2 separate regions of the Sus scrofa genome follow, and region 1 is linked to region 2. Evidence: chromatin contacts called from public Hi-C data. All regions are on one chromosome and are shown on one strand. The core of a region is the stretch at or near the end of the contact, and the rest is flanking DNA. Distances in the headings are between cores, read along the strand shown. Region 1 holds the start of TMTC4 (transmembrane and tetratricopeptide repeat containing 4). Region 2 holds the start of TM9SF2 (transmembrane 9 superfamily member 2).

Region 1 (6,482 bases), core at 1,514-4,013, 1.0 Mb before region 2:
GTGTGTGTCATGTTACAAATGTTCATAAAGATTATAAATGACATAAAGGATCGTCACACAGTTTCCAAGTAATGATAAAATATGCAAATACTCTTTCCTGCAAATTCCACGTAGTTGATGAATTCTCCTGGAATGCTTTTGTTGATTTTTGCTAAAGGCTTCTATCTTTCTGTATCCAACCAATGCTTGTAATTTAACCATGATTTCACAAATGGAATATCCTCTGATCGGCTCTTTTCCCAATACATTTATTGTCATTAAATCTGAATAGGATCTGTTCAACTCTTTTTCACCCTTGTATAAATTAAACCCATTAAACTCAAATCTTTTCATGTCAGCACCAAACACAACCCTTCTTAACTTTAATTAGCATTATTATTTCCTCCATCACTTTCTTAAGTTTAGCAAAGAGGACAATCAGCAAAACAACAAATCAAGTTCTGATTCATGTTTGCCAATTTCCATGGTGTAAATACTCCCACAGTGGTGGACTACAATCTACCAATGTGACACTCATAGCACAACATTGAATATAGCAGTGGGAATGGAAAGAGGTGTTCAGATTTGATAGACATTTAGCCAGAGAATCTTAGTGACTTGTTCCATGCCAAGGGTGAAGGCAGAACTGGGAAACTACTGGACCCATCAACATAACAGGGAGAGGCAGAAAGCAACAAGGAGTGAGAGCATGCGTTCCATTTCGGATGTGTTCCATTTGAGGTTCCTGTAACAACCAAGTGGAGAAGCTTAATAGGAAGCTAGATACATGGGCTTGGAGCTCAGAGAAGATCAGAATAGTAGATTTGGAAGATATTCAGCAAAATGTTGGCAGTGTGTTAAACCATGCAGGGGGAGTTCCCGCTGTGGTGCAACTCGATCAGCATCTCTGCAGCAAGAGGAAGATGCATGTCCCATCCCCAATTGGCACAGTGGGTTAAAGAATCCGGCATTGCTGAAGCTGCAGCATAGTTTGCCACTGCAGCTGGGATCTGATCCCTGACCCTGGGGACTTACATATGGCAGAGGAATGGCCAAAAAAGAAAAAAAAAATCATGCAGGGAAAAATTGGGGCTTGAAAGGGCTTTTAAAATATGTCATTTGGCGGTTTTCAAGAAGCAGGTAAGCAGGCCAAGGAGACTGAGAAACAACAAGGAGCCGAGTGCCTCTATCACCAAAAGTGTTTTTTGTCTTTTTGTCTTTTTTTTTTTTTTTTTGGCCATTTCTTGGGCCACTCCCGCGGCATATGGAGTTTCCCAGGCTAGGGGTCTAATCGGGGCTGTAGCCACCAGCCTATGCCAGAGCCACAGCAACGTGGGATCCGAGCCGCGTCTGCAACCTAAACCACAGCTCACGGCAACGCCGGATCCTTAACCCACTGAGCAAGGCCAGGGACCCACTGGCAACCTTGTGGTATCTCGTGGTTCCTAGTCGGATTCGTTAACCACTGCGCCACGACGGGAACTCCTCCAAAAGTGTTTTAAGGAGGAAGAATGAACTTTGCTAAGAGATCAAGTAAAATGAAGGAAAATGTTCTTTGCATTTAGCGCTTGCAGGTGTTATCGGAGACTAGAGCCAAGGCAGTTTCAGTGTAATGCGGAAACCAAGAAATGAATGCGAGTTGGGAGACTAGAAAAGTGAGCAACCTTTCAACAACTTCGGCTATGGAGAAGCCCGAGCGAGGCGGGGTGGAAGGGTAGGTGGAGGACTCGAAGGCTTGGGGCTGATAAAACGCTGATGATTCCGATCCAGTCCAGAGGGAGATGTTAAACTTTGGAGGCGGGAAGGGGGGAGGGGGGTTGTCCGGAATCCGTGCCTTTAGGAGTGGCTTTGTAGGTTTGCTGGCGGAAAGTGGAAAAAGTTTCTTTTTCTTGAAACAGGAAGACAGAGGAAACTACTGAGAATGATGGTTATGAGACGGGTGGAGTGGCAATGGGATTGGGAGTGTAAGTTTAGGACAAAGTGACGGTGAATGGACGATGGGAGGCGGATCTGGCCACGCGGAGGGCTACAGCAGGGTTCGTGGGTTCAGCGTGAGAATGCAGATCAGGGCCGTGGAACAGAAGCTGCTAAAAACAAACGCTGGGGCAGCAGGGCCTCGGAGGGACGAACGCAGTTTCGGTTCCTTCCTGAGAGGCGGAGAGTGGAGACACACTTTTGGAACAACTCCTCCCAGACAGGAAGAAGTCTATAGAGTTCTGGTCGTTCCGATCCAGCGCCTTTTCCTGCGGAGACGCTGCAGTACCTCCGCCGAGCGCCACCGAAAGCGCGAGGAGCGCGAGACAGGCCAGGAACAAGCTTCTGCGAGGCGGACGGCAGGAGGGAGGGAGACGTGCCCGCGACAGCCCCTCTGCGACCAGCTCCCGCAGCCCGCCTTCCGGGGCCAGGCTAGGGCCGCCCCTTCCCGCCCCGGCCCCGCCCGGGCTCCGCGCGCAGAACATTTCCTCCTCTCCAGCGGAGTCCGTCTGTCCCTGCGGCTCCTTCTCCGCGACTAGCGCCCTCTGGCCTGACGTCACTGGCGCGCCCACCAATGAGCTGAAGAGGGGCCGGCGGCGGCGTGAAAGTGACGGTAGAAGCAACCAATAGCCGCGAGGAGGGGGCGGGCCGAGGCGGGAGTGTGAGAGAGCGCGTCCGCGCGCGTGGGGAGCTGCGGGCGGTGCGGGCGGCGCACGGCGCGGGCGAGGGGGGCGCGGCAGGGGGCGGGGGCGCGGCGCGGGCGGCCCCTCCCCCTGGCCAGCTCCGGGCGGGCGCCGAGAGCTGGGGGACTTTGCGCGCCCGGGAGGGAGATGCGGCCGCCGCTCTGGCTCCTTGCAGGTAACGCGCGGGGCGGCCCCTGCAGGGCCGAGCGGCGGAGAGCGCCGCGGGGCCAGCGGAGTTGGGTGCGGAGCGGACGCGGGGTTCCCACTGCCGCCGCGTCCCGAGCCCCATGGGCCGACGCGGGCGCGGTGTCGGCGCTGCTGGAGGAGTTGGCTCCAAGACCTGAGCTGCGGCCGGGGCTAGAGTCAGGGGGGTTGCGGGCCCTCTCGCCTGGCTCCCGGGTGTAAGCGGCACGCGGGACAAAGAGCGTGGCGTGAAGGGTGCACACTCCGCCAGCCCGCGCCCCTGCGCCAGCCCGCGCCCCCTGCCCACTCCACCGGCGCGGACGCTCCTTCGACCCCAGTCTCACGAGCGCCTCTGGCGCGTCCCCGGAGCGGCCACCTGGCCGCGGGGCCCCGCGCCACCCCGCGCCTGGCCGCCAGCTGGCCGCAGCGCGGACAACGGCAGGGCGCAGCCGGGCGGCTTGGCCGCCTGCCCAGGGTTAAAGGCGGCTCCCCTGCAGCGCTGTAGTGCCAGCCACTCCGCGCTGGCTGCCGGGCGGAGCGGCAGGAGAGCGGCGTGCCCTGGGTCGGGGCCCTTGGGGCTACCGGGCTGCCACTTCCCTGCGCGGGCTTGGAGTTTGGGGAAGCGGAGCAGGTGGTGCAGCCGCCACTTCACCTCCCGCGGACTCCGCGGGGCTTCTGGTCTTGTTGATGTTGTGGCTGTAGGCTGTGTGTATTTTCTTCTTTTTTTAACCACACACAAAAGAAGGGAGGAGTTAGAGCAGAGCTCTCGCCAGAGCTCTGAATCATCCCACACTGCTCTTTCTCTCGGAGAGCAGATGGGTGGGGAGGATTTCTTGAGAAATAATTAACAGTAAGGACGGACTGGATCCCCTCCCGGTCCCCTCTCCTCGAGGTCCCGACCGTGACACCGGCTGACTTAGAGGGAAAAATGGCTACAAGCTAGCAAGCTGGAAACTTTCTGGGACAGTGGGGACCTTGAATGTCGAACCTCCGCAGTCATTGCTGCTATAGGCACGCCTGGCCGTCCTGTGTTACTGAATTAAGAAACCAGGAAGGTGGTCCCGAGAGGACGACACTTGGAGTGGCATTCGGTTCCGCGGAGGGTGGTGGAAATGACAGTCCCTGTGCCTTGAGGGCCCCAGGAGAGGAGCAGGCAGCTCAGGTCTCCAGATGCTGGGGCAGAAACCACGTGTTCTTTATTCTGGTTTCCAGAGGCACTGTCTCATTTCAGCCTGGCAGAGGGCAGCTGGTGCGTGAATGGTTGCTGGTGAGGTCGAAAGGACAGCCTGAGCCCAGAAGGCCCTTTGGTGCAAGTGGAAGAATATTCTGTAGGAGGTGGTGGCTGCTCAGTTTTCCAGGGATCATTTAGGTTTGATCTGTCATCCCCTTTCCTGCAGTCTAGGCTGCTGTGTCAGCTGTCACCAGGTCCCCAGGGTTCACAGCTCAGTGACTGATGTTTATTTGCTTTCGGAAGGTGACATGGGGTCCCTGCTGGAGGCCTTTTTGACCTTTTCATTGGTGATTGACGAATTTGTGGTAACCATCTGAAAATAGAGGCTTGAGAAAAGTTTGAGAAATTGAGAATAGACTTCTGCTTCTTCCAAATCCAACTCCTTGTAGGTACCAGTTGATTCTCAGTATAGTGCGAAACCTGCACAGGAGTGGGACAATGCCAACTTTGTCCTTTAGGCAAGACATTCCCTGGAGGAGAGGGCCATGGTGATGCTCCACCCCCCACCCCCACCCCATGGCCATCGAGAGAGAAACGGAACGGAACGTGGGCCTTCTCCGCTCATGGTCTGGGTGCCAAAAAGGGGACCCGTCTCTTCCGTCATACCACCTCATGCTAGCAGGGCTTCTTGTACCTTAGTACCAAGCCTGGCTGGAATCACTGCAGGCACAAAGGTCGTGTACCGTTGGAGAAAGAGGAATTGGAAACAGGATCGGTTTGTATGGCTGTGCAGTTTATGCAGGACAGACGGATGCCTGGCCAGGGAAGCAGTGCTCTGGGTCAGCCCCAAAGGAGGGTACCCTTTTCTCAGTTGCATCAGGTCACCAGCTGGCCTTGGTTGGTGAGCCCATCTTCAAGAATAAACAGCCGCATCAGGTGATCCCAAGACAGGAGGTCGGGGGCTGGGCACCGGGAACTAATCTTGCCAAAATAATACCAGTAATGAGGACTAATTGTTTACACTCTCACTTGAGCCTTACCGCCACCTCCTCCAGCTGGTACCCTCTCGTGCTGATGAGGCTCAGTCCTTCAAAGACTAGGAAGCTCAAGGTCATGCAGGTACCAAGTCCAAATCTGTCTGCCTCCAGAGCCTGTGCTTTTAACCACTGGGCTGGACCGAGCACTCTGTGCAGGTTCCTAACACTTTGTAGCTGTGCTGCATTTGCTCATCCACAGTATTTTCTGACCTCCTACTATACCCATCAACAGTCGTGCCTGAAATGAAGAGGCCGTTGTGAGTATTCTCAGGGGCAGCAGAGAAGTGAGAATCTTAGAGACTAGAGGAGGGGAGCTGCCCTGACGAGGGGAGCAGCCAGAAGGGAGAAGGGGACAGACTAGGTTCCCTGGTGTCTGTGCAGGAGAAAAAGAGGAGCTCTTCTGAGATTGGCTCCCCCATCCTGTTGACTCCCCGAGAGTCCAGGCCTGGCCCACCACGCGCCCAAATGTTCGGGGCTGTTGTCTAAGAACCAGACTTGCTGTGTGTGTTACAAAAATGGAGATGAAAAGGGAGGCACCACCACTAATTTAGGAGCACACATTACTCCCTGGTCCAGTGTTCTTCCAGGAGGGCCCCTGGAACCCCACGTAACCTTTTGTGAAATGCGCTTCAACTTTTGGGGCCTGAAGCAGACGACATCAAAGACCACTTATGGGACCATTTGTCAGCTCACAGCTCTGTTTTACATTTAAAGTCGATATCAAGTATTTGCTCTCTTTCACATTTCCCGGCCATGGATCGAACCTCTGCCACAGTAGCCCCCCAAGCTGCTCTAGTGACAACACTGGATCCTTAACCTGTTGGGCCACAAGAGAACTCCACATTCATTTTCTAAATCAAAGAACCCCTTTACCCTCTCCAAGGTAAGTCAGGCTATCTCCCTAACTATTCAGGCTTTTTCAATTATGTAGTTTATTTCTAGTAGCAGGAGTCATTCCATTAGCTGCAGTGTAGACACAGCGGTTGGGGCCTGCATGGTGACCTCTGCTGTGTTAGGAGCTGCAGTTTGGATTTGACCAATGGCTTATCCTTTCACTGAAAAGGGGGAAAAAAAAAACCCAACACAGCAGATAGTGGCTGGAATATCACAGTGGAGAAGTTCAGGGGCCAGCACTGAGAGCCAGGGAGCCCTCCATCTCCGGACTGTAAACCAGGGCCTGTTTCCAGCACCTGGAAAGGGCCCGTGTGACTGGAGCAGAGTGTGTCCTGTTGACCTTTGGCTTTGTCTCCAACTTCAGGCGGATAGAAGCCTATGGAGAAAAGATGCCTGTGTGGGAGTTCCCATTGAGGCACAGCAAAAACAAATTGGACTAGTATCCATGAGGACGCAGGTTCAATCCCTGGCCTCACTCAGTGGGTTAAGGATCCAGTGTTGCCATGAGCTGTGGTATAGGTCGCAGACATGGCTCGGATCCTGAGCTGCTGTAGCTGTGGT
Region 2 (6,014 bases), core at 2,272-4,771:
AAATAATTACTCCCAGTTCACAATGCTCACTTTTAATTTTTTTTTTTTTTTGGTCTTTTTGTCTTTTTGCCATTTCTTGGGCTGCTTCCGCGGCATATGGAGGTTCCCAGGCTAGGGGTTGAATCGGAGCTGTAGCCACCGGCCTACGCCAGAGCCACAGCAACGCGGGATCCGAGCCGCGTCTGCAACCTACACCACAGCTCACGGCAACGCCGGATCGTTAACCCACTGAGCAAGGGCAGGGACCGAACCCGCAACCTCATGGTTCCTAGTCGGATTCGTTAACCACTGCGCCACGACGGGAACTCCTTTTTTTTTTTTTTGTCTTTTTGCCACTTTTAATTTTTAAATTCTCTTCAAGTTTTGTAATCGTATACACAAGACTGTACTCCTTAACAAATACGGAATGGATGAGAAAAAAAAAACTGTTAATACCCTGATTGAAGTAATGAAAATTTGAACTATTTACTCTTTTTCTCCTTTGAGAGGCAAAGAGAAGAAATATTAAAGTGTCCTTCAAATTCCACAAGCAAGAAATTCTAGGGAAAAACTGCTAAAAGTACATCTTCCTTAAGATCTGTTTCTATTGACCAAGCTGTAAAAGCAACTGGCAACGAAGAGGAAATTCAAACATTTCTGAAAAATGATTTGTCTTGTCTGTTTCATCCTTATACTTTTGGAAATTAAAAATCCAAAAGGGCCCCTGAAATTAATCAAACGTGAACTAAAAGTAGCTACCTAAAGAAGGACCTGTTGAGGAAACAAAAATTGTCTAACTGGCAGACCACCTGTAAATTTCACTCATCCTCAAGTTTGAGGTCCCTCTCAAATGTCACTGCCTTTGTAGCTTTCCCTGAAGACTCTAATACATAGCTGTTTCCTCATTGGTGTTTCAGAGCACTTTGGAGGGACGGCTTTTGGAACATATCAGATTTTGATAATCTGTCATATGCTTATGACCTTTACTTTGACGTTCCTAAAAGAAAGAAACATTTTTTTTGTCTCTAAGGCACTAGGAATACAAGACTGCTATTAAATTTATGTTTTTTGGGGAGTGGGGTTGGTCTTTTTAAGGCCCCACTCGCGGCCTATGGAGGTTCCCAGGCTGGGAGTCGAATCAGAGTGGTAGCCGCTGGCCTACACCACAGCCACAGCAACGTGGGATCCGAGCCGCGTCTGCGACCTACACCACAGCTTACACCCCACCGGATCCTAAACCCACTGAGAGAAGCCAAAGACAGAACCTGCGTACTCATGGATTCCAGTCAGATCTGTTTCCGCTGAGCCACCACGGGAACTCCCGATTGCTGTCAAATTTAAATTCGAAGACCAAATTCTAAGTTTTAAAGGCTGGTAACTAAAACGTTTAATGGAAAAACCAGGGTGCTTGCAGGACTCGCGCTCTCCTCCACTTGGAAGCACTATTTTCTTTCAGTCATAACCCCCAAAGAGTGAAAGCTTCCTGCACTGCAAGTGTATGGGAGCCACAGTATTCAAGTGCTAACTGTTGAGTAACCCATAAATATCCTTAGACATTTTTAGAGATCCAAGTTTTGAAACAGAAACTGTAAAATGCCATGAAAAAATTTAATAGCTTCTTTAGTGCCCTAAAATAAGCTCAAAATTCACAGCTATAGTAAAGTTAGCAGTAATAAAATAAACACCAGCTTTAAAAAAAGCAAACTTAGTAAATAAACCTATTTATAGATTGTAAAAGATTGCTAAACGATTATTTGAATTGTTAAAATTACTAATGGTTTCAAAGAAATTCTCATGCCCCAAATGTTAAGTTTTAGCAATCCAAAATAATTGTATATGTTTCCTGTCCTGCCCTATGCCCAATAATCTAGAAGCAGGTTACTTATTTCTCTTTTACTAGTGGTTAAAGTGAAAAGCTTGAGTTTGAGGTCGTAAGAGGTCAAAGTTTTCAAGGTTTACCCTAGAAGAAAAGGCCAGCTTCTCCTGTGGTCTGCTCCTTTTAAGTGTTTCAAACAACCTCAGAGAACTAAACAGCGTCATCTTATGTATCTTCTGCATATTAAAAAATCTTTTACACTTCAAAGGTAGAAATTAACTATGTCAACCATCACAGCAATTCTTTATTAATGCACTTTACGCGGCTCTGGGTGTTAAATTCCACAAATAAGGAAGTAATCGCTAATCGTGAGGTTTAAAATGCCAAAAACCTAGAAAGAACGAGCTCGTAACCAACCAGGAGTTCTAGAAAAGTAGCAAACTGGCAGCAATGAACTTAAAAGTTGCTGGAAGACCTGGCCGCCCCCTTCCTTGCAGAGCGTGACCGGGCTGTAAGCGAACACCCCCAACTCGTGGAACGCTCGCTGACCTGCACGCATCCAACTCCAAGGGAGCGCCGGACACGCACAGTCCCCGTTTCAGGACAGCTGCACACACACTAGCTCTCGGCCAGACGGGAGGAGAGCCCGAGGCCCACCGAGTCCTGCAGAATCCACCCCGCTACCAGGCCGTTCCGGAGCCTCCGGCGCACAGCCGCGCCAACCCCAAGCGCTTCTGGGGACACTGGACCGCACCCACTGCTACGCCCCCTTCCCCTCGGGCCCCGGCCGCCCAGGCACGGAGAGGCTTCCCCTTCCGACAATGCACCCGGGGGTCCGTCAGGCCGCACCCACCTTGCACTCGTCGCTCTTTTTTTCTACGTCGCAGAAGTTGACGGGCGCCAGGCCGGGCAGGTAGAAAGCGGCGCCCCGACGCGGGCCCGGGGCGGCCCCCAGCAGGAGCAGCGACAGCAGCCACAGCCGCGGCCACCGAGATGGAAACGACGCCGACAGCCTGGCGCTCATGACGGCTGTTCCGGGGAAAGGGCAGCCGAGCCGCGGGGGTGAAGAGGGAAGGAGGGACGGGGAGGCTCGGAGACGAGGACCAGGCCGCCGGAGCTGAGGGAGGCCGGCCCCGCGACGGACAGTTCCGGTTGCGCTAGGAGACACCACGGGTTCCGCAACAGAAACCGAACCGGGCCTCGACGGAGCATGCGCAACGCCGCCTGCACATGCTCAGTGAGAGCGGCCGCAGGCGCCCCCAGGAGTTTCCGGGAGCCGGAGTGGAGGAAATCCACTTTCCAGGTTTTCAGCGGTCCGGCTGGAGTGGTTGCTGTGAGGGAGGTTCCAGCACTCACGTTCCGATTCCAAATTCCGATCTAGAGCTCCCTTGGGGCCCGGCGCCGGCGCCGCAAGCTTTCTGCTTTGTCTCAGTTTCCCGCGGTTTCCGCACCCCAGTAAGCAAAGCAGTTCCAGCAAAATAGGAATCTGGTATCATCATCCTTGAGCACGTCTCTGTTGCTTTTCCTATTGAAGTGATGCCATGCCCTTCTTTGCTGTATACAGACGGATTTGTTTGTGCAGTGCATTTTTTGAGTATTTTTCAGGGAGAAACTTGTGTTTTTTGGTTTTTGGCAACACCTGAGGCATGTGGAAGTTTTGGGGGCCAGGGATCAAACAGGGGCCACAGCAGTGACCATGCCAGGTCTCTCACCCGAGGAACTCTGAAACTTGCTTTTGGTGACCAAAAAAAAAAAAAAAAAAAAAAAAAACAGAGAGAGGGAGAAGAGAAAAAAATGCACAAAAGTTGTGAGTTAAGTTTTATTCAGGAAATTTACTGAGGACTGTAGCGAGGGAGACAGCCTCTAAGCTCTGAGCAACTGCTCTGAAGAGGTAAGGGAGAAGCCAGAATATATATGGAAAAAAAAATCAAAGATTACTGATAATCAGGAAGAAAAGACATCTCAAGTTAAGGATTAGTGCTTTTCTAGGTATGAGAAGATGCAAGAATCTGGGTTCACTGAAATTATTCCCTAGATATCCTCTTAACTATCCAGGGTCAGTATCCAGAGCACAGTATACTCCCGTTTTTCTCCATCCTGAATTCCCCTCAGGGCACCCTGTCGGTGGGGGACTGGTTTGATCATTGTAGAAATGGAATGGTGGACAGTCTTTGTTTAAAAAGTCAATTCAGCTGAACCTTGGAGTTCAATCGAATACTTCAGAAGATGGTATTCATGTAGACTTTCTAGCAAGGAATCAACCCAGAAGTACTTCAGCTGAGAAATCAAACAGGGGCACGTTTACTAGATGGACAATTCAGAAATTTGTGGGGCCCCAGGCAATCCTATCTAAATTCTTGTGGGTATCTGCACGTTTTCTCCTGGACAGTTTATAACATTAAATTTTCAAAGGAATCTATGTGCAAAAAAGGCTAAGGACCACTGTTCTATGCTGGGGAGTAAGCAGAACATGCTCGCAAAGATAGTTCCCACTAAGAACTCCAGCTTTGGAACAGCACTATTAACTTATGGGGACCTTGAGCAAGTTAAATCATCAAGTCCCAGGAAGTATAATAGGATGTCCATTGCGAATGAAAAATGGTACCTGCCATATCCGTCATCAGAGGATGTTGCAGCCATGAAGACAGTACAGCCCCGGCTGACAGTGAGCCCTGAGGGAACTCAGGATGGAGACAAACTGCCAGGCCCTCAGCCACTGCAGCTACCGCCAACTGTGCACCCTGAGGGGATTCCGGATGGGGAAAAGCAGGATACTGGTCCTGGATAGCTAAGGCGCATACTGAAGGAGTATTTCCAGTGAGGCCAGACTCCTGCATCTTCCCATACAAAGAACAGTGCTAAATTTAATTAACTCAAGATGTCTGATTTTCTTTAACCGTAATCTTTTAAAGTTCTTACTACCTGGTCTTTCGCAAAAACAGCCATTATATCCTGGCTTCTCCCTTGCCTCTTCAGAGCAGTCCTCAAAGCTATCTGAAAGGCTTAAGTCCTCAATTCTGTCCGCCAGATAAAACATAATTCTCAACTTTAAGGTGGTGCATTTTTTTCAGTCAACACCATATTCTTTAAGTGGTTGTGAAGATTAAGGGGCAAGGGTTAAGCACTATACAGAGGAAAGGCATCAAGTGTTATAATAGAAACTGCAGGTGTAGGGGGTGGGGGTGGTTGGGGGGCCTGAGCAGTTGGATTGTATTTAGGTCACTTCTCCTTTGAGCAAACAATTAATATATTTGCCCAATGTATTTGGTCTAGGGAAAAAGAATTTATAATATTCTATTGTTGAAGTCATAGAGATTTCTAATATAATACGAGGAAGCGATGTTTCTCTCCATTTAGAAAGGTAGCAGAATAAAATTAACATTATTATTATTATTTGCTTTTTAGAGCTGCAATTGTGGCATGAAATTCCCAGGCCAGAGGTCCAATCGGGACTGTAGCTGCAGTCCCACACTGCAGCAACAGCAACGCCAGATCCGAGCCACGTCTGCGACCTACACCACAGCTCACAGCAAGGTAGGAGGATCCTCGACCCACTGAGTGAGGCCAGGGGTCGGACCTGTGTCCTCATGGATACTAAAGTCCGGTTCTTTTCCACTGAGCTGAGTTACAAGAACGCCAACATTTTTTGTTCACTACCTTCTGTTTATCCAGTACCACTAAATACTTGAACTTCACTATCTCAGTGCCCCCCCACACAAGAAAGGGCACTGCTGACACACCCCCCGCCCCCGTGCTTCTCAGGCCCCAAACCTGGGAGATAACCTAAATTTCAAGTTCCTTCACTCTCCACAAACAGTCCTTCAACAAGTTGTGCTTGCTGGACCGCTGAACTAGACTAAATCCTCCGTACTTACCATGTCCACAGCTACAGCCTAGTTCAAGCCAAAATCGTAGTTCTCTTGAACCTGTACTAAATGCAATAGCCTCTCAGCTTGCACTCTTGACAAAGCGATCTTAAATCTTTAAATCCCTCCGTTCTACTTTCTGCTTAACCCGCCCCCCAGGCACTCCTCACTACTTTATCACTACCTGGAGTTAACGTGGTTATTTGTTTACTGCCTCACTCCTCGTTTATACGTACACCCCGGGGGAGTAAGGACCTGGTCTCTGCACCCCAGAGCCTAGAGCAGCGTACGGCACATAAAGGAGACAAGAGCAGCAAGTAACTACAAAGTACTGCAGGTTTGGTACCGGCTGG

The links. Hi-C and Micro-C count contacts between places; a contact is called where the count stands out from the background.
Region 1: a Hi-C map of liver shows a contact between it and region 2, with 5 times the contacts expected there. The contact joins the promoter of TMTC4 here to the promoter of TM9SF2 in region 2. A contact is called at or near these places in 3 of 47 Hi-C or Micro-C datasets (heart right ventricle, liver and skeletal muscle) and 1 of 2 datasets of contacts at active chromatin or transcription factors (alveolar macrophages).

The regions. Positions count from the first base shown.
Region 1 is chr11:69,438,729-69,445,210 of Sscrofa11.1, reverse strand. It overlaps TMTC4 (transmembrane and tetratricopeptide repeat containing 4), which reads left to right and starts at 2,763. Exons shown (of 18, transcript NM_001252205.1): 1 at 2,763-2,811.
Region 2 is chr11:68,405,341-68,411,354 of Sscrofa11.1, reverse strand. TM9SF2 (transmembrane 9 superfamily member 2) reads right to left here and starts at 3,521. Exons shown (of 17, transcript XM_021065854.1): 1 at 2,649-3,521. The coding sequence starts at 2,819.